Linked DNA regions of Mus musculus: region 2 is linked to region 1. A link is a contact called in public Hi-C data. All regions are on one chromosome and are shown on one strand. Each heading gives the region's core, a stretch centred on a gene start, on an enhancer-like site or on the middle of the called end of the contact. The rest is flanking DNA. Distances are from core to core; before and after follow the strand shown.

What was found. A called contact is a pair of places that touch in the nucleus more often than the background predicts.
Region 2: a contact with region 1 is called in a Hi-C map of rod photoreceptor, with 3 times the contacts expected there. The contact joins two enhancer-like sites. A contact is called at or near these places in 5 of 484 Hi-C or Micro-C datasets (the N1E-115 cell line, Sertoli cells, embryonic stem cells and 2 more) and 1 of 9 other capture datasets (embryonic stem cells).

Annotation. Positions count from the first base shown.
Region 1 is chr13:99,373,229-99,378,700 of GRCm38.p6, forward strand. The region is part of intron 4 of Mrps27 (mitochondrial ribosomal protein S27); the gene reads left to right. Among named protein-coding and RNA genes, the nearest start is that of Mrps27, 31 kb to the left of the region's middle. Within about 2 kb of position 2,518, at least 14 of the 459 cell types and tissues checked have an H3K27ac peak or open chromatin away from gene starts, as enhancers often do. A contact at or near this core is called in rod photoreceptor, where this site is marked.
Region 2 is chr13:99,558,363-99,563,834 of GRCm38.p6, forward strand. No RefSeq gene overlaps it. Among named protein-coding and RNA genes, the nearest start is that of Gm26559, 44 kb to the left of the region's middle. Within about 2 kb of position 2,524, at least 16 of the 459 cell types and tissues checked have an H3K27ac peak or open chromatin away from gene starts, as enhancers often do. A contact at or near this core is called in rod photoreceptor, where this site is marked.

The sequences.
Region 1 (5,472 bases), core at 1,268-3,767:
CTGGCTAATGGGAAAAGGACCGGAACATGGCTGAAGTGCTGCCTTGGAAGCAGTTGTGGGGCGGGGGAGGCTGGACATTCACTTTGTTATGGACACCTCCGTGTTTCTAGGTTGCTGTCCTCTGCCTTCTGACCATACTTAGTCCTTAGAGGAGAGCTGGCTACAGAGCTTTGGAGGGAGCACACTTGCCAAAGCATTGCCATTGGCTCTGCCTGGCATTCTGGCAGCAGCTGGGCACCTGCAGTCTAGGTGGCCTCTGAGGCTTCTCTACTTTAGAATCTGAATTGAAATTGAAGCCACCTCTGTAATGTCTGGGGTGAGCAAGTCAGCTTCTAGAAGCCATGGGTGGAAACCTGACTTGAACCCAGGGCTTAGGGAGCAGGCCAGCATATCTGCCTGTGCGTGGCCGTCAGAGGCCGTCTCGGTGGTAACCAGAACAGAGTTGGGATGAGACCTTAAACTGTGACGGACAGTCAGCCCTAAAGAAAGGCCAACATGTAGAGATCAGCAGCCGTATGACCGCCTTTGTATTGTGGAGGGTGGGTGCTTTCAAGCCTTGATAGCAGAATGGGAGAGGCAGTTTAAGCTCCAGTTTGATGTGTGACTTGGAGCCTGTTAAGCTGACTGTAGATACTGGCTCCCCGGGGGAACACCTGGCTTTCTCATTAAGCCCAAAGCCTCAGACCCTGTGAGCATGAGGGCCTGGTCTGCTTAGCTTCTCAGAAACACTGTACGCTTAAATGGTATTGTCAGCATTTCAGTCAGTTCTGTCATGATTAACAAACAAAAAAGCAGTCCATGTAAGACTAGGTCACAGAAAGACTGGGGCTTCTGATCCGTCGTGGGTTTCAGTCATAAATAGTGTTAGTGATCCCCGCTAACTTTCGTGCACTCTTTATCCTTATGTCTCCTGCCTCTGAAAGGCTCACAAAGCACAGGTTCTCTGAGTTGTTTCCTGCAGTACAGTCCTTTGTCAACAGCTCTTTCTATTGGCTGTTTTCATGACATAGTCAGGAACCTTGAACCAAGCCTGTGGGATGCAGAGACAAACTAAAGCTTCTGCTTATGTGCAGTGTTTGCAGGTGAGTTTGCAGCTTGCTTCTAGGAGCTGCCACAGTGTTAGAGAGCGGAGCAGATGAGCGGAGGTTTAGGGGGAGTTGGTGGGAGGGAGCAGGAGTCGCAGTTGGTTGCATCATGACTTTAAGGCCAAGAGCAAGTCCATCCTTAAGTATTTCCAGATGTTCTGTGTCTAGGGAAGGGATACTTAGAACCTTTGTGGATTCTCTTCACTGATCGTGACTGCTGTGATTTCCATGATAGATTTCCCTTTATGGTTGTTTTAAACAGACAGGGTTTTTTGGAGGCCTGTTCTGTTTCTTTAAATATCAACGTTGGTTTTAAGACAGCATCCTCATTTTCTAGGTGAGTTTGGGACTTAAAGCAGTCTTTCGTAGACCAAGCAGCCAGTGAGGGAAATACTCACCGCTTCATGGTCCATACTTAGGGGCGGGGGCTGGGTGTTGGGTGCCTCCCAGAGGTGATAGATAATCCAGGAGTCTTCATTGCTAAAAGCCTTGGCACAGTTGATAGGAAAGGCGTGGGAAGAATGTTAAAATGAGACTCCGAGGGTCTCATAGGTACAGATCACCCCAGTTCTCAGCTTGCTGAGTTAGTGGTAGGTAGTGAAAGGTATCATGTCTCTCATAACGAACACAGTGTTCTCAGAGCACAGCCACAGTGGCCTCCCGTCCTGAGAGTGTCCTGTGCTTTCTGGTTTGTTTCCTGTCCCCTGTTTTGCCTCATCTATACTTGCCCTGACTTTTAATATAACTTCTGACCCTTCCTTAAAATTATATTTCAGCTACTTACTGACTTGTCAGAAAATGATTTGTCTTTACTTGAGAAGCAGTTTTAAAGGGAGGTTCAGTTGTGGTCTCTGAGGTCAGGGTACCAGGCCTTGAGAGTCAGGTGTGGCATATGCTAACATAGTTAACATATAAATAACATATGTAATACTGTTACACCCTCCACCCCTCCCTCTTTACTAATCGATATTAAATAATCCTCCTGTCTCCGTAGATAGGAGGCTTGGAGGAATTGTTTAAAAGCTGCTGCAGGGTCTCGAGCAGAGGAGGTGAATGGTTGCTGAGATTTAGCTTAGATAGTAGCCAGGCTTCGTCCCTGAAAGACAAGGACTATTTTTCTCTTCACTTTTCTTTAAGGGAAATTGTGTTTTAAATTCAGATTTTGGTTTTTAAACCCATTATTCTCCAGTGATCTTTGCCAGATTTCACTAAGGGTATCAACAGTCCAGGCCTCAGCAGGATTCAGAAATGGGGAGAGACAGGTAGGTGCTTATGAAGGGTGCTCAGTACCCAGAGGCAAAGGATGTCAAATTTGGGGGAAGCGTCCTGATCCTAAAAGACATCAGGTTGCCCTATAAATAGCTACAAGTTGCAAAGCTTTACGGCAACCATAGCAGACCAAAAGGGGGCAGCAGAGAGTCATCTGCATTCTGTCTGCAGGGAAGGGATTCCCGAGTAGAAAAAGCCTGCCCCAACCCAACCTTAGCCCAGTGCTACTGAGTTGGTAACTAAAGCACAGAATAGATAGCGACTAGGGGTTCTGGGCTGCAGACAGTCACACAGCTGAGAGAGAACTTGTATGTCTCTTCTGATGATAGAGCAAGCAGCAGCTCGGCATGGCTGAAGCTGTCGGCTCTTCTCAGCACTCCTCTTTCCCTGATGGAGAAGTTGAGTAACCTGCTTGTGTAGCCCATTGCTACATGGAAGGTTGGGTTGATCTACTGTGGCCTTCAAGGTTAGGATGAAACAGACAACATTTTTCATATTTCAAAAATAGAAAAAGATGATTAAGGCTTTTAACTTTATAAAGGAAAAAAAAAGTCTGTATTTTAATGTTTCCTGGCAATCTTTTTATTATACCTCCATTTATCTGTTTTAAGTGAATCTGTTTAAGTTAATTTAGATTTCACTTATAAAGTTAATCTAATTTTTGCAGAATTATTTGAGGGCCTGAGAAGATAATCCTAAAATCGAGTGAAAGAATAAATGGCCATGAATACTCACGCTGGGTTATGGGGGCAGGCAGGGAGGGGTTGTTTTTGGTTTCTAGTTTATTGGGCCTCTAGTGATTATGGAACAGCTTTGAATTAAGTGACATTTTCTCATTTCTTTTTGTTTTTATACAAGACTTTTCAGCCCAGTAAATTAACCCCCAATTAATGTATGCTTTTGTTTTTAGCATGTATATGTGATTCATATAGAATCACATTAATTATGAGATATAGATTTATACATATATACCTTATATGCATACCTTATATCCCTTATATACTTAATACCTTATATGTGTATATATATATACCTTATATACTTACATACCTATATGCATAAAACATATGTCCCTAGTCTTTTTTCTGCCATTTATTGAACAACCCATGACCCATGTTGTGCTTTGACATAGGAAGTAGTCTACAGTTCTACCTGTATCAGTGCTCAACTTGTATCATGAAGCATGTTTAGCAGCCTCGTTAGTTCTCAGACGTATTTTCCAAACGCTTCGTTTGAATGTGTAGTTCCTGCATCCTCCTCCCAGCGGAGCCTTAGATGATAGCTGAGCTCCTCAGAGATGTGGCCACAAACCTCAGACAGCCTATGGGGCTTTTTCGCTGATGATAATCATAATCCAATGTCCTCGTCCTCATCCTCTCCTAGAATAGCCTGCAGATTCCAGGGGGACTTCTGGATCCCCCTCTTGTAGATGAAGGATATAAACCAAGAAACCTTTCCAAGGCCAAGCAGCTAGAGACTGACCAAAGACCTTACCCTGGATTTATTTGGTTCTTCCTCTAAACCTGAGGGAACATTGTTTCCATATCATCCAGGCTCATAAAAACATTGTTTGCCTGCTCCACAAATGTCCGGTCAGGTTAGCTTCACATCCCCTCAGCAGCGTGCTGCTCCTGAAAGCACACTCGGTATGTGTGTTTATGTCACCTTCTGTAGTGGTGTCGAAACACTCCTTCCTATCCCGGAACACCCATGGTACAAAGAGAGCAGAGAGGCAGAAATAGCCTGGGTTTGTTTTCTCATGTCAGTAGAGATCTATAAACCGCTGGGCTTTTGGAAGATATTTTAATAGAGGATGACTTTTCAAGCTAAGGCTGTGTGCTGACAATAGTGCTGTAAGTTTATCATATTTATGACTCCCAGATTTTATTTGAAGGAGTTGACTGAAAGACTAGAGATGGGCTCTTTCCCTGCTACCATGTAAAGTTAGCTTTCGCCTCTGGACAGAGTGTAGATTTGAAGTCAAGGCTGGCGTCTTAGGGCTGACCTTAATGTACATGTTTATTGAGGTGAGAATCGCTGAGGACGTTCTAATGCCGTGTCCTCCCCCGTCCCCCTCCACCCACCTTCTCTTGGCTTTCATTTGTTAGTATTACCTTTCTTTGTAGATAATAATCATTTGGGCTCCACTCTCAGATCCTTCTAGCCAAGTACTTTGTGGTAGTTCTGCGTTCCCTAGATACTTATTTGGAAAGCGACATTGGAGCACTTTATTTCTCAGAATTTTGATATCTTATTATGGTAAAATAGTACAGAGTCTCTTTTATTTGTTTTGATATCTTCATCTTTGGCAGAAATAAGTCTGACCCTTCCCCTGTGGACAGAGTGTATTCTCTCTCTGGAGCACGGCCAGCTATGGTTCGAGTGTTGAGGATGATTCTATCATAGTGACTTTGTGATCTCTGCACCGGAACATAGCTGATCTTTAGAAAATGTTTGTTTGACTGGATGACAAAATGAAATTTATAAGCCAATTAATATTTAAAGCTCTGATTGTGTGCATGTTGTTTTCCTCTGTTCATACATCGTTTGAACTCGTCAAATGAGCAAATGAGGATAACTTGGGGGTGCATTTTCAGATAGATTACATAGTGAAATATAGAATGCCAACCTAGGGCCATGCTGTGGTAAGCAGTAAGCACTGGGCTGGAACCCACAGGTCTGTGTGGTTCCACCAACACAAACAGTCTGAGTCTTGTCAAGTTGCTTAAGCCTTGCTGATCTCAGCTTCTTCATCTTTAAAGTAAATAGAGAAAACTAGAAACCACTCTCCCCTGCCTGTGGAAATGATCTGGAAAGAGTCAAGCCTGGTCCAAGCTACAGAGGAACTGTGTTCTCTGTGGGGCTGTCTCTAGGGCTCTGAGCTCCCCTTGGGAGACAAGGAGATTCCTCAGCCATGAAGCCAGCATGCTTGCTAAGCTTAGCGAGAGCAGACTCATGAAGCCAATGGTAGCCATTCTGGTCCTATGTCTATGTTCCCTCCCCTAGTCCAGTCCAGTTTTCCTTCTCATTTCTGCCCACAGTCATGCCAGCTGTAGAGTCCTAGCACATGGGAGAACGGCAGGACTATTTGGGGAGCTTCTTTTACGTCAGTACAAGC
Region 2 (5,472 bases), core at 1,274-3,773, 190 kb after region 1:
TGGGAGGGTGAAAAGGAACAGCCTGTTGTGAGCAGTCAGCCCCGCCCCCTGAGGTGATGATGAAGTCCCAGTGCATGCTGCCTATGCTGGCCATGTCCCGGTCCCTTGCCATGCAGCTTCAGGGGTCAGTGTCAATATCCATAGCTCATATTACCAATACAGTCCACTCAGCTATCCCTGGTCTGAACAGCCACTTGGGGCCACATATAAGTCCAAGGGTGGTGCAGAGCTGGCTCCAGCTCTCAATGGCTGAGGTACCCTGGAGAGCTGGCCCTACCTCTCACCAACTGCAGCACTCCAGTGATTGCGCCATGTGCCTCACCAGGGCAGCACTGTGGAGCACGCGTGCGTATGTTATATCACACCCCAATCCCTGCCTGTGGCAGTTGGGAGAGCCCCAAGTCATGGGTGTGTGAGAGCTAGCCCTGCCCCTCACTGGCTGCAGCACTTGGGACACTGCACCTTGTCTGAGCAACACAGTAGGGTTGACCATGATGGTGAGGGCATAAGGGTGGGAGAGCTGCCACTCTCTGCTCCCTGTCAATGTAAGCATTGGGTGGGCTAGCCAGGACAGTGCTGGAGAGATAGTCCTGGTGGTGTGGGTGCTGGAGAGCTGGTAGGCTGACCAGTTCAGCTGCCCCCCACACCCAGCATCCACCCCCATCTATGAACTGTTAGAGCATGTGAAAGAGCAGGCTCTGCTGATCCAAAGCTGCAGGGTCTTCACGATTCAGGGCAGCATCAGGATAATCAAGAAGAGTCCTGGTGAGTATCTAATATTGATAATACTGAGAAGCCAGAGGCCTCAAACCAGACCAATGAACATTTGCAAGTGAAGTTCTGTGGTCCAAAGAATATCCTGTGTGACACACTGCAGCTTCCACCATGAGATGTTTGCTTTGCTTTGTTTTGTCTATTTTGTTTGTTTGTTTGTTTGTTTTTATTTACTTTTCAAAAGGAGGTTGCAGGGACAGAGGGCAGCTATGAAGGGATGGGGAGATGGGTGGGACTGGGATGAATAATGTGAGGTTCACAAAGAAATCAATTAAAAGTAAAAAAAAAAAAAACCCAAAATCTCTCATACCTCAATTAAAAATATAAGTTACACGATTTTAAGATAGGTAAAAGATTTGTGTATAAATGCTCCAAAGAAGACATTAATGGCTGGTAAGTGCCTGAGAAGATGCTCAACGTTAGCTTTTAGGGAAATGCAAGCAAGAACCATGAGATAACCACTTCACATAGGCTACCTTGACTCACAGACTCAGAGGGTTCAGACCATGGTCTTTTGGCCCAAAATATTCAGGCAAAAGACCATCACTGCGGTGGGACTGTGTGGGGGAGGGCAGCTGCTCACCTTAAAGTGGATAGAAAGCAGAGAGACAGGAAGAAACCAGGGACAAGACCCACACCCCCCCCCCCATCCCTGCCCACCACTGTCCTAAAGCCCTGCATCTAGTGGCTATTTCACGTAGTTAGGTCCCACCTGGAGTTTCCAAAACCTCCCCCAAATAGTGTCGCTAACTGGGAACCAAACAGTTAAAACATGGAAGAGGTTTTCTATTCAGACAATGACAACCCTGCTCCATCATCTGTGCTCAGTCAGGAAGCCTGGAGGGGTATGTTGAGGAAAAAAGCAGCCTTCTATGAGCTAGTCCATAGTCTTGAAGGAGAGGTGGGCAGCATGCTAGCGTATTGCAGCTGAGCAAGTATGAACATGGCAGCTGCCCTCCAGGTCGCCAGACGAAAACCTAGTCACCTACAGGGTCAGCAGGTCAGGCTTCATTGTCTTTCCAGTGTGTAGAAGGCTGTGTTCTAAGACAAAGCCGTCTGGAGTCTGGTGGAAGTTGGGGAATCGGACTGGGCCTTCTGCTTCTTAGGAAGTATTTATGGGGGGCTGGTGAGATGGCTCAGTGGGTAAGAGCACCCGACTGCTCTTCCGAAGGTCAGGAGTTCAAATCCCAGCAACCACATGGTGGCTCACAACCATCTGTAACAAGATCTGACGCCCTCTTCTGGAGTGTCTGAAGACAGCTACAGTGTACTTACATATAATAAATAAATAAATCTTTAAAAAAAAAAAAAAAAAAAAAGGAAGTATTTATGGGATCGTTCTTGCTCCCTTAATTTACATCACAATCTGTACCTCAGCATCGCCCAGTTCATGGTCATCCTTGCCTTTGATGGACTCTGATGACCAGGTCTCCAGTGCCTTCTAATAGGGAGGGCTGTGGGTGTGCAGGAATGAACCTGAACTCTGCCCTTACCAGGAATAGACAGAAATTGCAAGAAACTCAAAGCACAGATGAAATTTCCCACTTGGTTACCCAGAAGCAAGCAGGCCCGTGAAGCTGGCCAGCTGCAGGCAGCCAAATGCTCTTCTTTTCTGTAAGACGAAAGCTTTTAGCTTGCAGATTCTGTCCAGCTGGAAGCTCCGGCAGGAATGATAAAGCAGGGCTTATGGCCAAGCCTTCTGAAAAGTAATCTCTTAAAAGCAGATGAGGAGAGACATGCGGTCTGGGGCAGCAGTGCATCTTGAGATTTCTGGGACTCTCAACCCACCCCGAGCCAGCTTGTCTCTGCTTATCTGTAAGCTTAACAATGAGACTGGGGACACATTAGACTCCTGCAACAACGGGCTTTTCCTCTTTGAATGAATGACTGCAATTGCCCTTGCTGCTGGTGAGTCTGAGCCTCACTACCCTGCCTCTTTATTCTAACCCTCCTCCTGCTCTTATTGTACTTTGCTTAATGGCAAACAGTGTCACAGTCTCAGCATGCCAGGGAGGGCAGGAGACAGGCTAGGGTTTAGATGGAGTGGCACAAGCAGGAGAGACTAGATGCTGCCTACCCCAGAGAAGGGGCAATGATCACTCAGACCCAATTCACTGCCTGTATTATTAGCAGTTTTTTTTCCCCCAAGAACACCAGAAATCTGAATTTTTATTGGGCATTTCCATATTTTAAAGTAATGTGAGCAGAGCCACTAAAGGGATTATGAGAAAGGGCTCCTTCCTTTCCATCCAGGGCAGCCATCAGGTGACCTGAGATGGATGCCCACAAGGGCATGAAGGTACACTGCTGGCAATAGTGACAGCTCTCTGCGCCCCCCCCCCCCCCCCCCGGTGGCTGCAAACGCCCAGCTCCTAAAGGCGCATCTTACAGCAAACCTGGTTAGCTCGTTTGCTGGAACTCTTCAGTCCGCCTCTGAAGAGTTGGACCCCACTGTGGGGCTTTGAGAGTCTTGAATTCTTACTGGGCGGGGGAAGATTCCACATATAAAATCTTCAAGGTTATCCTCACTGGGGAAATCCTTAAAGCTCTCAGAAGGAACCATGGGGCCCAGTGAGTCACTGAACACAAGTCCTGACTCTGGCGAGCAGCGAGAACCAGAACCAAGGGAAGGGCCACACAATTCATCTTATGGTTGGTGTGGTTCTCATGGGGCTCAATACTCTCCAGCCCCACTGTTGCCATTAGCACAAGATGTAAGTAATGTTTGTAAACATTCGTACCTAAGAAACAATTCAGGGCAGTCAAAAGAAGAAAAAAAGAGAGAAAAGAAAGAAGAACGTGGGACTCACGGATCTATACACCTTGAAGGTTTACAAATAAGGCTACCAGTTTGCAGTCTCTGCTGAAGACCACAGTGGCTAACAGCCGGGATTCTGGAATCCAATTAATTAGATTTTAACTCTGTGCCAACTGTGGGTCTAGAGTGAATTATCTAATCTTATCACCATCAATTAAAAATTTACCCACCACCATCTTTTGAGAATTAAACATGCTTACCACAATGTCAGACCTCTAGTACGCGCTCCATAAGGATGAACTGTTTCTACTCTATACTTATTTCTTTTGAAAAGACAAGTTTCTAGCTTCAAAATGCAGCTTTACAAACAACCTTTGTGCTGGAAATTGCCCAGCAACAGGCCCTGCTATGAACTGCAGAGCTGCAAGATCCGTGCAGCACTGATTGCTTCCCTGCAGCTCACCAGAGGCCAGGAAGGCAGGCCCTCCCCCACAGGGCATGCCCAGAAACTATAGATCCGGCCTTAATTACCAGCAATTAAATAGGCTTCAGCCTGCAGTGCAGAATCCGGTGCTGCTGTAGCCTCTGGAGGGCCTTTCGGGAAGGTGGCTCAGCTCTTCAGGAGCCTTCCTTACCCACACCCTACCATTTATTTAGTTCCCTCAAACTTCCCAGGTGTCAGGGAATCTGAGTTTGGTGGGTAGAGAACTTTTGGCAGCTTTGTTCTGACTAGGGTTTTCTTAGTTATAGGCGTTCTTGGAGGCAAACCTGGGCTCCTAGATTCTCTCTGGACAGTGAGAGATTAAGGCCCTGGTCTTTGCCATGATGCTCTGATTTGGGGGATGGGGGGATCAGCAAGAGGGAGTGTTCTACAACTGCAAGAAAGTGATACTTTAGCTGAAGTGGAAAAAGATAATTCAGAATAGATAGATAAATGAATAGAAAGATAGGTGATAGATAGACAGACAGATAGATAGATAGATAGATAGATAGATAGACAGACAGATACACAGTAGATAATGCATAGACAGTTAAATGTATGCTCTTCTAGTGTGGTAGAAAAAGCAGCTGTGGCAGAGGCTTTCAGCAAGTGGTGAAAGATTCAGAAAGGACACCAAGGCAAAACTGGCGGCACCCTCAGCATCTCTGGGTCTGAAGTGTCATGAGTACAGGCAAGAACCCAAGTACCTGGACTAGCCTTTTTGTTTGTCTGAGTCTCCATCTCTGACACAGGCTACTGAAACATCCAAGAAAGTCCCTTTTTCCTGGCCTTTGTTGACAGTGTGAGTCTCAGCAGAACTCTTGGTAGCCTCTGGGGAGAGCAGGCAAGTAACTGCACCTGCTCTTGGCTCTGGAGCCCCGAGGCTGAATGAAGTTGGCTCTTGGAGCAGCTGAGTGGCCTCCATCCAAGCCCTAAGGTTTCAGCGAGCCTCTGCAAGGCAAGCAGGAACTTCCCTGGTTTCTGTTTCACAGTCAGGTTTATTGTATCTTGGTTGCAATTCACTACTTATTTTCACTAGTCATTAATGACTCTGAGTGCCTGTTGTTTTACACACACACACACACACACACACACACACACACACACACACACACACACACAGAGAGAGAGAGAGAGAGAGAGAGAGAGAGAGAGAGAGAGAGAGAGAGAGAATTGTATAAAAATTAAAATGGAGGTTTAAAGTAGCTTCCTTGTTAATGCAAATCTTATCTCTTAGTATGTTTTTATATAAGTGATACCAGGCCAAAAGAAAAGCAAAACCAAAACAACACAACACAAGACAAAACAAAACACCTCCCCACTGCTTGACCAGTGTGTAACCTGTGGCAGAAAATTCTTGTCCTTTTTATTTCCCTTTTTAACCAGATGATGAATTGGTTGATGAACCCTTGCTTCACTGAGCCTCTGTGGGATGCATTTCTTTGGTGTTTCACCCATC